Linked DNA regions of Mus musculus: region 2 is linked to region 1. The links are chromatin contacts, called in public HiChIP or PLAC-seq maps. All regions are on one chromosome and are shown on one strand. The core of a region is the stretch at or near the end of the contact, and the rest is flanking DNA. Distances in the headings are between cores, read along the strand shown. Region 1 overlaps Cspg4 (chondroitin sulfate proteoglycan 4). Region 2 overlaps Ppcdc (phosphopantothenoylcysteine decarboxylase).

Evidence for each region. HiChIP or PLAC-seq counts read pairs in DNA pulled down with a chosen protein or histone mark.
Region 2: a contact with region 1 is called in a FOXA1 HiChIP or PLAC-seq map of pancreatic cancer cells. The contact joins two enhancer-like sites. A contact is called at or near these places in 1 of 39 promoter capture datasets (embryonic stem cells), 1 of 484 Hi-C or Micro-C datasets (embryonic stem cells), 3 of 115 datasets of contacts at active chromatin or transcription factors (embryonic basal ganglia, epiblast stem cells and pancreatic cancer cells) and 1 of 9 other capture datasets (embryonic stem cells).

What each region holds. Positions count from the first base shown.
Region 1 is chr9:56,869,465-56,875,713 of GRCm38.p6, reverse strand. All of the region lies in intron 1 of Cspg4 (chondroitin sulfate proteoglycan 4), which reads right to left. Among named protein-coding and RNA genes, the nearest start is that of Cspg4, 7.5 kb to the right of the region's middle. Within about 2 kb of position 2,408, at least 61 of the 459 cell types and tissues checked have an H3K27ac peak or open chromatin away from gene starts, as enhancers often do. A contact at or near this core is called in pancreatic cancer cells, where this site is marked.
Region 2 is chr9:57,413,055-57,419,504 of GRCm38.p6, reverse strand. Ppcdc (phosphopantothenoylcysteine decarboxylase) reads left to right here. Exons shown (of 7, transcript NM_176831.5): 6 at 4,251-4,419; 7 at 4,779-5,544. The coding sequence ends at 4,864. Among named protein-coding and RNA genes, the nearest start is that of Ppcdc, 24 kb to the left of the region's middle. Within about 2 kb of position 2,009, at least 30 of the 459 cell types and tissues checked have an H3K27ac peak or open chromatin away from gene starts, as enhancers often do. A contact at or near this core is called in pancreatic cancer cells, where this site is marked.

The sequences.
Region 1 (6,249 bases), core at 1,159-3,658:
GATTTTTGTGGGGGTGTTGGAAACCAACCTCAGGTCCTCCTGAAGAGCAGCCAGTGTTCCTAACATCTGAGCCACCTCTGCAGTCCTGAGGGTTTTCTATCAAGGAGATCTCTCTCACACGGGCAGAGTAGCAAAATATCATACTGGCCAGTGCCCAGCCATCAGAACCTGTGGTTACAAGGTTGGGTCCAGAACCCACAGGGTCTCTGCTAAGAGCTTGAGGTCTACTTAGGCATTGCACATGGGCCTGCCTCCTGTTAGCATTGGTTCTCACTGAGATTTCCTGCCACCTGGAGCTCTCAGGAGTGGAAATTCTACTTTTGCTACAATGTACCCATTTTTGCTTCTCTAGCCTTAGGCATGGATGGTCTCTTTTGCTGGGTACTCAGGCCCTTGGATATCTGGGCCAGAAACTCCCATGTCCAACCCCACTCATAGCAAAAAGGCTGCTCACTGGCCCAGTAAAGACCCCACGACCCAGCCACTGTAGATAGAAACTGAGTTCTTCTTGGACCCACTCTTTCCTCCCTGGTCAGAGTCAAGAGATATCCATTTTCATCTATCCTGCCTCTAAGTTCTCCCTTAAATTAATCTCCCTTCCCACTGTGTCGTCCCACAAGTCAGATCACCACTATCCTATGCCTGTCTTAGTTAACTTCCTGCCTTCCCCTACAAGGAGTAGCCACAGTTAAACCGATTTGCACAGCATCCTCCCTGGCCTGGAAGCTTTGGGTGGCTCTCCACCCCATGATCAGGCTCCAAACCCCAAGCATGATGTGGAAGGTCCTAGGTGACCTTGCTCCTATCCACAGCCTTCCCCCTCATCGACCCTGATCGTTCTAGGTCCCAGCCTTGCTGGACCTTGGGATTTTCTGCCCAAATCTAGGTGATACCTACACCTTGTTTTGGATCCAGCTCTTTTCGTCCCTCTCTCTGAGGACAGGTCTTATGCTCCCTCACCCTGTCTCATAGCCAAGGCACCTTCGTTTTATTTAGGGTGCAGATAATCAACTGTGGCTTGGGGACCTGTACCACCTCTCTGTGTTGACACTGTGAGTCTCAGGCATTAGACTGACCTTGTGTGATGGAGAGAGATGGGGAGGGGTGTGTAAAGGGCGTCCCCTAGCCGGTCCAGGTAGCACCTTGGAGACTGCCTCTTCTGTGTCGTCACCCCCACCCCCTTTCTAGCCCTGCTAACCATCTAAGGCGCCTGGCCACAGTGACTGAGGAGGAGTGGGAGCCTGCTCCAGCCAAGGGTTGCTTTTATGGCCATGGTCACCCAGTCTGATGCTTGTTTTTAAAGAAAATAGACTCTGAGCCCCTATTTATAGCTGGATGCATAACCACAGATGGAGAATGGGGTTTGAAGTTGTGCAGGCTTCTGCTCCAGCAGGACCCGAGGAGGGGCCATTCCCAGGCCCCCTCTCCACCCCCAAGCTCTAAGGAAGTGCCTGTGGGATCCTGACATTCCCTGAGACAGGATGCAGCCTATGCTTTGGGGTAGGGGACGGGGCCTGGGTGAGGAGGATGGAAAATTTCTCTCGGGATTATTGGTCCCTGGGGCCCAGACTCTCATGTTGGGATAGGTGGTTGTGGGTCTATTTTGTCTACCGAGAAGACAGACGAGGGCCTTGGGGGTGCCAGCTGCAGAGTGCATACTTCAGACTGTCACCCAAACTGGGTAAAGGATGACACAGAGAAAGAACAGGACCAGAGCTGGGAGAGGCAAAAATGAAGAGCCAGCAATGCAAGAAGGAGAGACAGAGGAGCCACAGATACAGAGAAAGGAAGACAGACAGCCAGGGACAGGGATGGTCGAGATGGAGAGACAGAGATGGGACAGAAAAGGGTCTGCGAGAGAGATGGGGAGGCTGCACCCATGGATCTGTAAGCAGAGTTAGGCAGGAGCAACAGAGGAAGCCAGAAGTGGGCAACCCTGCCAATAGTGAGTCTAAAGAGCACTCGGGGCAGAGTGTGGGGCCTGGGCTGGAACCAAATAGGCAAGGGCAATAATAGGCGTCTCTGTGACCTTCCCATTCACCCCTAGACACCGGGCTTGGAGATCCCTCTCATTCTGGCACTCCTGCAGTACAAGCTTAGCTCTGGTGGGGTGCAATAGAATGCTACAGGTGGGCTTGGAGACCCCTCTCATTCTGGCACTCCTGCAGTACAAGCTTAGCTCTGGTGGGGTGCAATGGAATGCTACAGGCAAGGCAGGGTCTTTGGGGTCAGCTCCCCTTTGGCTTACTAAGGGAGTGAGCTTCCTAGTCCTGAGAGCTTACAAGCTAAATCCACCTGCTGCTACTCACTATGCAGATGCTGCCACTGTTGTGCTTTTAGGAGCTATGGGCTGACTGTAGCCTGGGCATGTGTCACAAAGCCATAGCCACACTGGTGACTCAGACAGTTAAAAAAGGAGCAGTCCCAAGCAGTGACTCAACTGGCTCTGGAAGGGCTGGGTGGGTCTGGCTGGGATAAAATGGGGTGGTCTGAGTTTATTTTTGGCAGGGTGGAGCCAAGCTAGGGGGTAGAAGATCGGAACTGGGGGTGGGGGAAAACTCTCATCCTGGGAGAGCCCCAGGGTCTGGGGCCAACTTTGAAAAGTAGTTTCCCAATGCCCAGGAACACTGGCTAACCAATGCCCTTAAGCCCCGAGGAAGGTCTACTCCAGCCTACTGTACAACTCAGGACAAGCAGCTAGCTAGAAGCTGAGACCCTGTCCCATTCTTAAGAGCTTGGACTCAGAGTTTTAGAGATGATTTGGGAGATTAAAGTTTTCATGCAGAGGCACAGAGGGGGACAGATGTCTGTTGAAGGCCACACAGCATGGTCAGAAATCTCAACCTTGTCATGTAGTAAGCATGGATACAAGTTCCCTATCCGTTGATTGTTACTAAGTGGAGGGAGAAGCCACCATCTCAGCCCCTACCTACTTCTAGAAGGGCTCAGCTGGGTTACAGATGGGAGATCAGAAGCACATGAACCCCAGATGCCTGGAGACAGAAACAGCCAGAGGCAGGCACCTGGAGTTCATTAGAATATCCGGGGAGAAGGCTGGGCCCTTCCCAGAATGCTCTGGGGTGAAGGCAAAGGTGTCCACACAGAGAACTTAGGCTCTGGACAGTCCATCATCCCAAGGATGCCTCTAGAGTTACAAGGCCAAGCTTCTCACCCTGTAGCCATCTCTGGAAAGTCACCTCACATGTCCTCACTGAACTCACATGGACATCGCTGTCACCAGCATCCCCGAGACATCTTTCAACTTCACTCAGCCTGAATTTCTGCCCCTTGTGCTGCCACTACTGCTGATTACAGTGGTGACTGTGGGCCATAGTACTCTGGAGTACTTTATGTCAATGTCACTGGGCTCTGGTCAGAATTGGAGAGGGGACCAAGAGAAGTTGGAGTTGGCAGAGGACAAGAAAAAAACAGGTTTCTGGGTTCCCTTACTCATAAACCATACTGGGGGCCCATTTTTTCCTTCCCGGTCACTTGCTTTGGGGACAGAGTCTGCCTACCCTCTGGTTACTCACTTAGCATCCTCTGACTGGGTTTCAGCTGCATATCAGCTCATGTGCCTTGTGCAGGGCTGTCTGCTATTGGGTAGTGGGTTCTGGGTACCCAGGAGGGACTTTCTGCTCTGTCAGTGAGGTCCCAACAAGGTGAGACCTCAGCCCTCAAGTGGGACAGATGCAGAACCCTGCATCCACTTTGTAAAGGCTCCTGGGCTGGGGTTGTGGTGGGTGACTGAGAGCCCTTCCAGAGTCCTTGCCTTGGAACCTTTCCTAAACAGGATCACCCCCCACTGCTGAGCCACCCACCACAGAAAGACAGCAGGAACAGAACTACAGTAACCTCAGGCACAGAGACCTGGCAGAGATTTATTTCCAGGCCACGGTCTGGCTTCGTTGTCTTCAACTCATATGAGAGGTAGGGCTTATTCTTTCCTGTTGTATAAAGGGCTAACTGGAGGCTCAGAGTGGGCCAAGCCAAGGTCTTCGCACAAGGGCTGGGACCTAATCCCAAACTAACGCTCTAACACCATGTTTGTAATGGCTGTGTCTAGCCTCCTGCCTCCCCATAGAAGGTCTCTGAGGAACCGAGGCCTAAGAGCAGGAAAGGTGGGGGCTGAGTCAAAATGAGAATTGGAAAGATGCTCAGCCATAACCCAGAGACTCCCCAAAATGGTGATTTGTTCTCCCTCCGCCAGGAAGTGGGGGGGGGCACAAGCCTGCCTTGCCCCAGCTGCAGCAGAGATTCTTGGCCCCAGTGCACTAGAGAAGGGGGGCAGGGAGGAGCTGATGTCGTGGGAATCAGCATCCTGGGCCCATTGATATTTATAGCTGCCCCTCCTGAAATGTGGGCGGGGAAGGGTTTGCTCTTAGGTGGGAACGGAAGTTGGGCTCCTCTCCCCAGTCTCCTCTGCTCCCCAGAGAGCAGATTGGCCGAGACTTAGCCAGAGGCCCTTTCCTGGCCAGGGTATGTGTCTTGAATTGGGGGCTTCCCCTAGGGCTGCTGGCTTGCAGGCTGGACATGGTCTTGGTCAGAGCCCACTGAACAATGTGCTGTGTCTGTGTGTGTCCACGTGAGCACACACATATTCACGCATGCACACCTGCTGAGTGTCTAACCATACTCAGGAGACAGGGGGATTTTTATCTGAGTATCTAACCATACTCAGGAGACAGCGGCCCCGGCAGAAAGGCTGATGACAGCAGACGTTAACTAATGGCCAGACATTAGGACGTGACTCATGTTGACCACGGGAGAGGAGGGCACAGCAGAGTAGTGCTGTGCTGGTGAGTGTGGCCACGAGAGAGTGAGGCTTCTTCTCACTTGGATGGTCAGCAATGTTCTATTTGATGGTAGGAGTAGCCGAGTGGGAGTCTCGGCAGGAGAAACCTGAGTCTGGGTGTGTGGAGGCTGGGTTCAGGGGCTGCTGTCTGCCTTCAGGCTCCCTGCTGAAGTGTCTGGAGAAGGACACTTTACAGGAAACCCTGCAGTCAGCCTTGTGTGGGATTCTTTGAAAGCTAGGAAGCAATCTTAGTCAATCTCATTCTCTTTCTCTGCCACAAGATCCTCTATTAAGACAGTATATTTTTATTGTTTTGCTTTGTTTGACACAGGATCCCACGATTGAGCCAAGAACGTCTAAGGGTCTTAGACTCACTATTTAGCCAAGAATGACCTTGGACTCCAGGTCCTCCTGCTTCTACCTCCGAGTCCCGGGATAACAGGTGCATGCTCTCACACTCAGTTCATGCAGTGGGGCTGGGGCCCGAACTCAGCTTCCATGCATGCTAGACAAGCACTCTACCAACTAAGCTACATCTTCCCCCAACCGTGTTTTTCATCATCATCATCACCATCAATCATCACTATTTTGAGACAGGGTCTTGCTATGTAGCCTAGGCTGGCCATGAACTTTCAGTCTTGCTTCTTCCTCTAGAGTACAGGGTTTATAGGAATGTGCCATCACTCCTGGCAAAAAACAGATAAAACTCAACCTATGAACATTTGTGCAGGAAGCTGCTATGGTACGTGCACTGGGTGAGATAGGCATCGCATATTTTCAGGATCATATACTTCTGGGTAGGCTGGTGTGTGATCCCTGGGTGCAAAATCCCTGGGTGCAAAATTCCCGGTCAGCCCCCAGTGGACAAACCCTGTGCTCAGCTATATGGTGGAGAGCGATGAGAAAGGAGGTGAGACACCAGGGTCTGCTGGTCCTATGGGTGAGGTCAGGAAGAAGGACAAAGAGCAGGGAGGCCTAGCCCACCGGTCCTCTAAAGAAGCACTATGTGACTCCTGGCTAGCAGTGTCTTCAGTCCTCCTGTGATGAAGGGATTGGGGTTGGTCTGGAGTCAGGATTTCTGCTGTGAGGTCTGTGGAGGCAGCGGGGGAGGGGACGGACCGAAACACTTAAGTAAGCATGAGCCATGGCTGGCAGCCTGGTTAATGCACACCAGAGTTGGCAGAGCTGGCTCCTCCACAGGCTTCGAGTCGGCAGGCGTGGGTAGGCACTGAGTGAGAAGAGATGGTCAACAAGACAGGCACTGCTCCGGGCCAGGCCCGCCCACACTACTTCCAGAACGTGGATAATCCACACCACCGAGCCACCTTGACAACAGCCGCAGGCTACAACCCGCATATCAGAGACAAATGTGTGGCTTCCTTTTTTTTTTTTTTTTTTTTTTTTTTCCTCTAGCTGGAGGTTTTTAATGGAAGATTTGCTTCTGCTATGAGGCA
Region 2 (6,450 bases), core at 760-3,259, 540 kb before region 1:
GCCAGATTGGCTTAGGCCTCTGAGACCTCCTGGGAGCTGCTCCCTTCAAGAGCATCTGTCTTCGTTTCTGTGATAATCCTGGGAAGGTCTTTGGTCACCTCTCCCTCTGTTTCTTGACCTTTCACCTCTCATGTTCTGGAGACTTCTACTGGGGACACGGGGAGTGCTGGCTCTGGAGAGAGGGTTGTGATCACCATGCAGACAGGGGAAATTTCCATGCTGAGCACTGTAGGCTCAGGTGAGCCCATTAGTCTTTGGAGCCTGCTTGGTGCTAGGCACTAAGTAGACCTTTAATAATACTGCTTGTATGTGGTAGGAAGTAATTCTCTCTCATAAATATTTTTTGTTTTTGAATTTATGTTTGTGTTTGTGTGTGCTTGTGTGTAGGCTTGTGTCAGACTTTTGGCAGTCCTCCTGCCTCTGCCTTCTGAATGCTGGCATTACTGGTGTGTGTTACTCAGCTCAGTTTTAGAGTTGAAAATGCTGAAGAAATAAATATTGAAGATGCATCAAGAACTTTAGGATATCACATATGATGGGGGCCCTTCATCTGGGCCCTGTGGCATAAGCCTGTAATCCTGGCAACTTGAGAGGCTGAGGCAGGAGGATCAAAATCTCAAGGCCTGGTGGGCTACAGAATGAATCTCTAAAGAAAGTAAAGAGGGCTGGAGCAGAGTGCTTGTGGCAGAGTGCTTGTGTAGTGAGTGGGAAACCCCAGGCTCACTCATTTCCCAGGATGGTGTGTAAAAGAAAGGCGGACACTAGTATCCTTATTTGCTTATGAGGCGCTCTTCTGGGAAGCTGCTGGTGACCCAAGCATTGTTAGACTAAGAATATAGGATGGGAGGAACACCCTCCCTGATGCTGTGGCCAGGAGCAGACTGGGAAGGACAGGGAAGCAGAGCTGGGTATAGCATGGTTGTCACTGCCTAGTAGAAACTGGAGAGGGGGTACTCAGCCGTGCACCCTGCTGCGCTCCCATTGGGAGGTTAGCAGCAGCTGATGTGATAAAACACTCCAACCTCAGAGCTGAACCCCAGCCACTTTCTTAGGCTTCCTCCTTCCCTCTGAAGATGCAGGCCACCCCCCTTGTTGTTGATGTTATTGTTATTGCTGTTATATGCGCTGCTCCTCCCCCATTAGAAACAGTCTTGAGCTGAGTTGGAGAGATGGCTCAGAGGTTAAGAGCACTGGGTGCTCTTTCAGAGGACTGGGGTTTGATTCCTAGTACCCACGTGGAGGTTCACAACTGTCTGTAACATCAGTCTCGAGATCTGGCATCTTCTTTTGGCCTTGGTGGGCACCAGGCACACTTGTGATACACAGACATATATGTGGTCAAGACATGTAAAACAAATATAATGTCATGTAGACCAACTGGCCTGGAAATCCTGATCCCCTCTCTCTTCCTTCCCCAGGTGGGATTGCAGGCATGGCCTGAGGGCCTGGCTTTTTTTTCTTCCAGGCTGCTTGCTACACCTCTGTTTTTGAGGTTTTCTTCTTCAGAATTGGCTGGACAGTGGAACATGTTCCCCAAACTAAGCATTTGCCTCAGTTTCCCTTGAAGACAGATGTCTGACACAATCCCTGGTGTTACGGTTTGAGCTGTTGGCACTCTAGGTGGTGTGGCCACCTCCTCCTCAGTATCTTCTTAGAGACCTGAAGGATGCTCAGCCTGCTCCCTCTTTGCAGGCAGTTGTCTCCAGCATTGGAAGGATGCTGGAGAGGAGCCTGCTAGATGTTCTCAGTCCTGCTCTCCAGGCCCTATGCCTGGGGATGGCTGTCTCCGTCTGTTCTGGCCTGGCTTCTGTGCTAAGTTGTCAGGTCCAGAAAGAGGAGTCGATGCCCCAGGTTGCCAGTCTGACGCTAGTCTCTGGACTGGGATCCAGCCGTCTGCCATGCCTGAGCAGATTCCCAGGGCCAAGGCTGAGGCACCCAGCATGCTGCCAGCCACTTGGCTGGAGCGGCAGTGTCCTCTTCCCTTCCTACTGCTAGTTGCTTCAGAGGAGCTGTGGTTTGTCCAGGAAACACTGAGCTGCGAGTCAGACAGTTGGGAAGTAGCCCTGCCGAGGGCAGACAGGTTGGAGTTTGCTGTGGTCAGCATGCTCTGTTTTGAGGGTTCTTAGAGCCCAGCCCCACCCCGTTCCTACACCACTCATCAAGGGTCCTTTCTAGGTTTGCTTATGACTCTGTCAAAGCAGCAGGTAGCACAGAGCCAAGAAGAAATGTGACTGAAGGTGTCCACCCACAGCCAGCTTGTCTTCTTGAGAGGAGCTGGTGGGAGACCAATGTTGATGCCTGGGACGAGGCAAGCAACCAGATTCCAGACTGTTTGCTGTCCCAGGAGGGGGCAGGGGCACTCGGGACTCGGGACTCTTTCTGAGCAGGGGTGTCATAGTTGCTGTATCCCCGGGAGCTCTCAGGAGGAGGTGGCTGCTGAAGTCAGAGCACAGGAAACCCGTTTCTTCAGGAGCAGTCTGTGGCCTCCCAAGCCTGGGCCTGGGGTAATGCAGGAACCCTAGCTGTGGGACCCGTACTTAGTACCAGGCTCTCAGCTGAGAATGTTGAAAGCTTTTGCATTTTTGCTGGGACCTGGGGGTACCCACCGCTGACATCAGCTCTTAGGAAAGCAGGGGACCAAGAGTAGAAGGTCTTCTGTCACATTGTCAGTTCAGAGGCCAACCTGGGCTACGTGAGATTGTGCCTCAAAAAACTACTACTATACCACACCACCATTAAAAACATTCACAGTCTTTTTAATTAAAAAATTATTTTATTTTATTTTGAAACAGGATCTATGTAGCCTTTGGTGGCCTAGAAGTTGCTATGTAAACCAGGCTGGCTTCAAACTGGGAGAGCTGTGTATGCCTCTGCCTCCCTAGGGCTAGGATCAAAGGAGTATGCTACAGTGCCCAACTTTTTCCTTTCTTTTTAAAATGATTTTCATTTATTTGTTTGTTTTATTGTATGTGGGTACACTATAGCTAGCTGTACAGATGGTTGTGAGCCTTCGTGTGATTGTTGGGATTGAATTTTTAGGACCTCTGCTCACTCTGGGCTACCCTGCTCCGGTTGGCCCTTCTTGGCTTGGGTAGTTCCTTGGCAGGCTCGGTCCCTGCTCGCTCCAGCCCAAAGATTTCTTTATTATTATAGATAAGTACACTGTAGCTGACTTCAGTCGCACCAGAAGAGGGCGTCAGATCTCATTATGGGTGGTTGTGAGCCACTGTGTGGTTGATGGGAATTGAACTCCGGACCTTTGGAAGAGCAGTCAGTGCTCTTACCAGCTGAGCCATCTCGCCAGCCCCAAGATTTTTCATAAAATAAAATAAAAATGACAGGGTCCTGGTATGTATTCCAGTCTGACCCTGAACTTGAGATTCTCTTGTCTCAGGCTCCAGAGGGCTGATATTACAGGCGCATGTCACCATACCTAGCATTCAACCATGGTTTGATATCAAGCTTGCATGACTTCAGAATTCAAAATCTCAAGACTCTGAGTTGGAAATAATCAGGGAGGGAAGGTCTGAACTGGTCTGCTCTGGTGTGTGACCTGGTGGTATGGTCTGGCTTTGGGAGATGGTGAGGCTGCCCAGTCAAAAGGATGGCTGTATAGGTCGCTGTTTGTATCTGTGTGACCTTGGACAACTGTTTATCTCTCAGGGAGCTGCAGCTTGCCCATCTCTGAACAAGGGACAATACCTTCCTTATAGGGCTACAGTAAGGGTTCTTGAGATAATGGATGACGAAGGGTACAGTGTGCTGGATGTTTTCATTCTCAGAGTTTAGTTGTAGAACTGTTGCTACCCAGAAGTAGAACTGTTGCTGAGTAGAGCGTGAACAGTCTGGTTCCTAGCTTTCCAGTGAATAGTGAAGCTGGCCTCCTGTCCCCCTGGGATTGCTTCTCTGTCCTTCAGTTGTGAGCCTGTGTGGAGACTTAGGCTGTTGGGCAGGGTCATTGTATACAGGATGGAGGTCTGTTGGAGGTATCTGGGTCACTGTGGGTGCTGATTGGGTATCTCCTGTGTCTAGGACCAAGCCAGAGCCTGAGTGGAAATGATGAGGGATGAAGAGACAGCCCTCCCTCCCAAGGATGCAAGAACAGATCTCTGTAGATGGGTGATACCCCGTCATCCCTAGGCAACAGCTGCTCTGCTGACCATGGCAAGGACAGTAGGGAGGATTTGGGAGGACCGAGAAGGGTTAGTAGGCAGAGCATCAGCATCTCCCCCCACTCCCCTTCTTTATAGACCTGTGTCATCCGGGCCTGGGACCTAAACAAGCCCCTACTCTTCTGCCCCGCCATGAACACTGCCATGTGGGAGCATCCTCTCACCGCACAGCAGGTAGCCCAGCTCAAGGCCTTTGGCTACGTGGAGATTCCCTGTGTGAGCAAGAAGCTGGTGTGTGGAGACCAAGGTAGGCTTCTGTGGTGCAGTGGGTCTCTGGCCCATTGTGACCTTAGACAGAGCTGTTTTCTGAGCTCAGCTCTCTCATCTAGAAATGAATCCTTGTCTCTTAGGCTTGCTAGGCTGAAGCGAGACAGTATGTGTGAAGTGTCTGGTGGAGCCCCTGGCAATAGAACACTGTTAATGGAGGGACTCCCGGGCCTGTCCTGGGCTGTTTTGGAAGGGATAGATATGGTAGCTCAGGCAGAGCTGGACTTGTGCTTCTCAGCCTTAGGATGTGGGCAGAGTACACAAGGGAGATCTGCGTGGTAGCCACAGGCCAGGTCAGCTCGTCTGGTGCCTCTTAGTCACGGTAAACTTTGCTTCCAGGTCTAGGAGCCATGGCTGAAGTGGAGACCATTGTGGCTAAGGTGCAGGCCGTGCTCTCCCAGCATGGTAGCATCCAGCAGAGTTGACCTGGGATTTCTGCCGTGATGCCCCTGCACCCAGTGAGTTCAGCCTGAGCTGTTGAAGAAGGATATCAGCACAGTATGAAGCGCTTGTGCTGGTTGACGAGGGGCTAGCCTGAACCTTCTTGGGATTTCCCTTCAGTCTAACCCTCTTCAAGCTACACGGAACCACAGACCCAGGTCCTACCTTCTTTCAACCAAGAGATGCCTGCTTCCTGGAGGCCCTCCCATTTCTTTCTGGGATAGCCCAAATAGACTAGGCAAGCACGCTGCTACTGGAAGGGTAATTGAATGACTGAGGGACCTCCTGCCTGGGAATTGCTTTTAGACACACCATGGATGAAGCTGGGCATGGAGGCTCACATCTGTAATCCTAGCACTCAGAAGGCTGAGGCAGGATTGCTACAACTTTGAAGTTGGCTTGGGTTACATAGTAAGCCAGGCCTTTGAGTGTGATAGCCTATATCAAAACAAAAGCAACAAGAAGAAACACCATAGCTCAAGATCCCTGACATAGCAGGACACAGCAGGCTCCTGGTCAGGCTGGAAGCATCCAGTCTTTGGTGCCCAGGTGTCGCACACAGTCAAGAAGTCTGTGAGGTGGCCAAACTCTTCAGATTTCCCACAGTCTGTACTGAGAGTAGGGGCACGAACAGGTCTGGGAAATAAAGAAAAGTGACCTTTTAGGAGACTGTGTCCTTCTTTACATCCTGTCTGTGGCCTCAGAGGTCAGGGGCATGGCCATGTGAGGCCAGAGAAGGTTCCAGGCTGACGACTGACTAGCACGCCCACATTCCTGTGCAGTCTCAAAGCAGACAGGTCAGATTCAGATCTCAATCCCACCTCCAGACCCAGACTGACCCTCGTTTTTCCATCTGCTGGGTCATGCGTCCATAACAGAGCTGCCGAGAGGATTAAGTGAGGCAGATGTGAAAAGTGCATTTGTCTCTTACACCCACAGGGGATACACGCTTGCTCCCAGCAGCTCCTGAAGCCAGAACGCCATACATTATGACGTCTTTCTTTACATAAACTGTGACAAATTTTAATTTATAAATTAGGCCCAGTAAGAGATCAGCAACAATAATAAAATAGAACAGTTATTCACTTTGTTCTGTAATAACTTATTTTCCATGCTGAAAGAAAAATAGAACAATTAAAAATATAATAGAGCCTGGCAAGATGGTTCAGTGTGTAAAGGTGTTTGCCACCTTGTGTCACCAAGCTTCACAGTGTGAGTTTAATCCCTGGGAGTCACGTGGCGGAAGGAGAGAACCAGCCTCTGGAAGGTGACCTCTGACCGCCACCTCCACTCTCACACTGTCACAGGTACTATCTGCATGTGTACACACATACAAAACAGATACAGTAAATATTTAAAAACTTGTGTGAACTCAACATACAACTTTAAAATTGTATCAAGTCAAGAACTTAGACTTTCTGTTGTTTTGTTTTGTTGTCTCGAGACAAGGTTTCTCTTTGTATCCCTGGCTGTCCTGAACTTCCTCTTTATACCAGAGTAGCTTGGAACTCGGAGAGCCTCCCGTCTCTGCTTCTCGAGTGCTGGGATTAATAGTGTGTACCATCACACT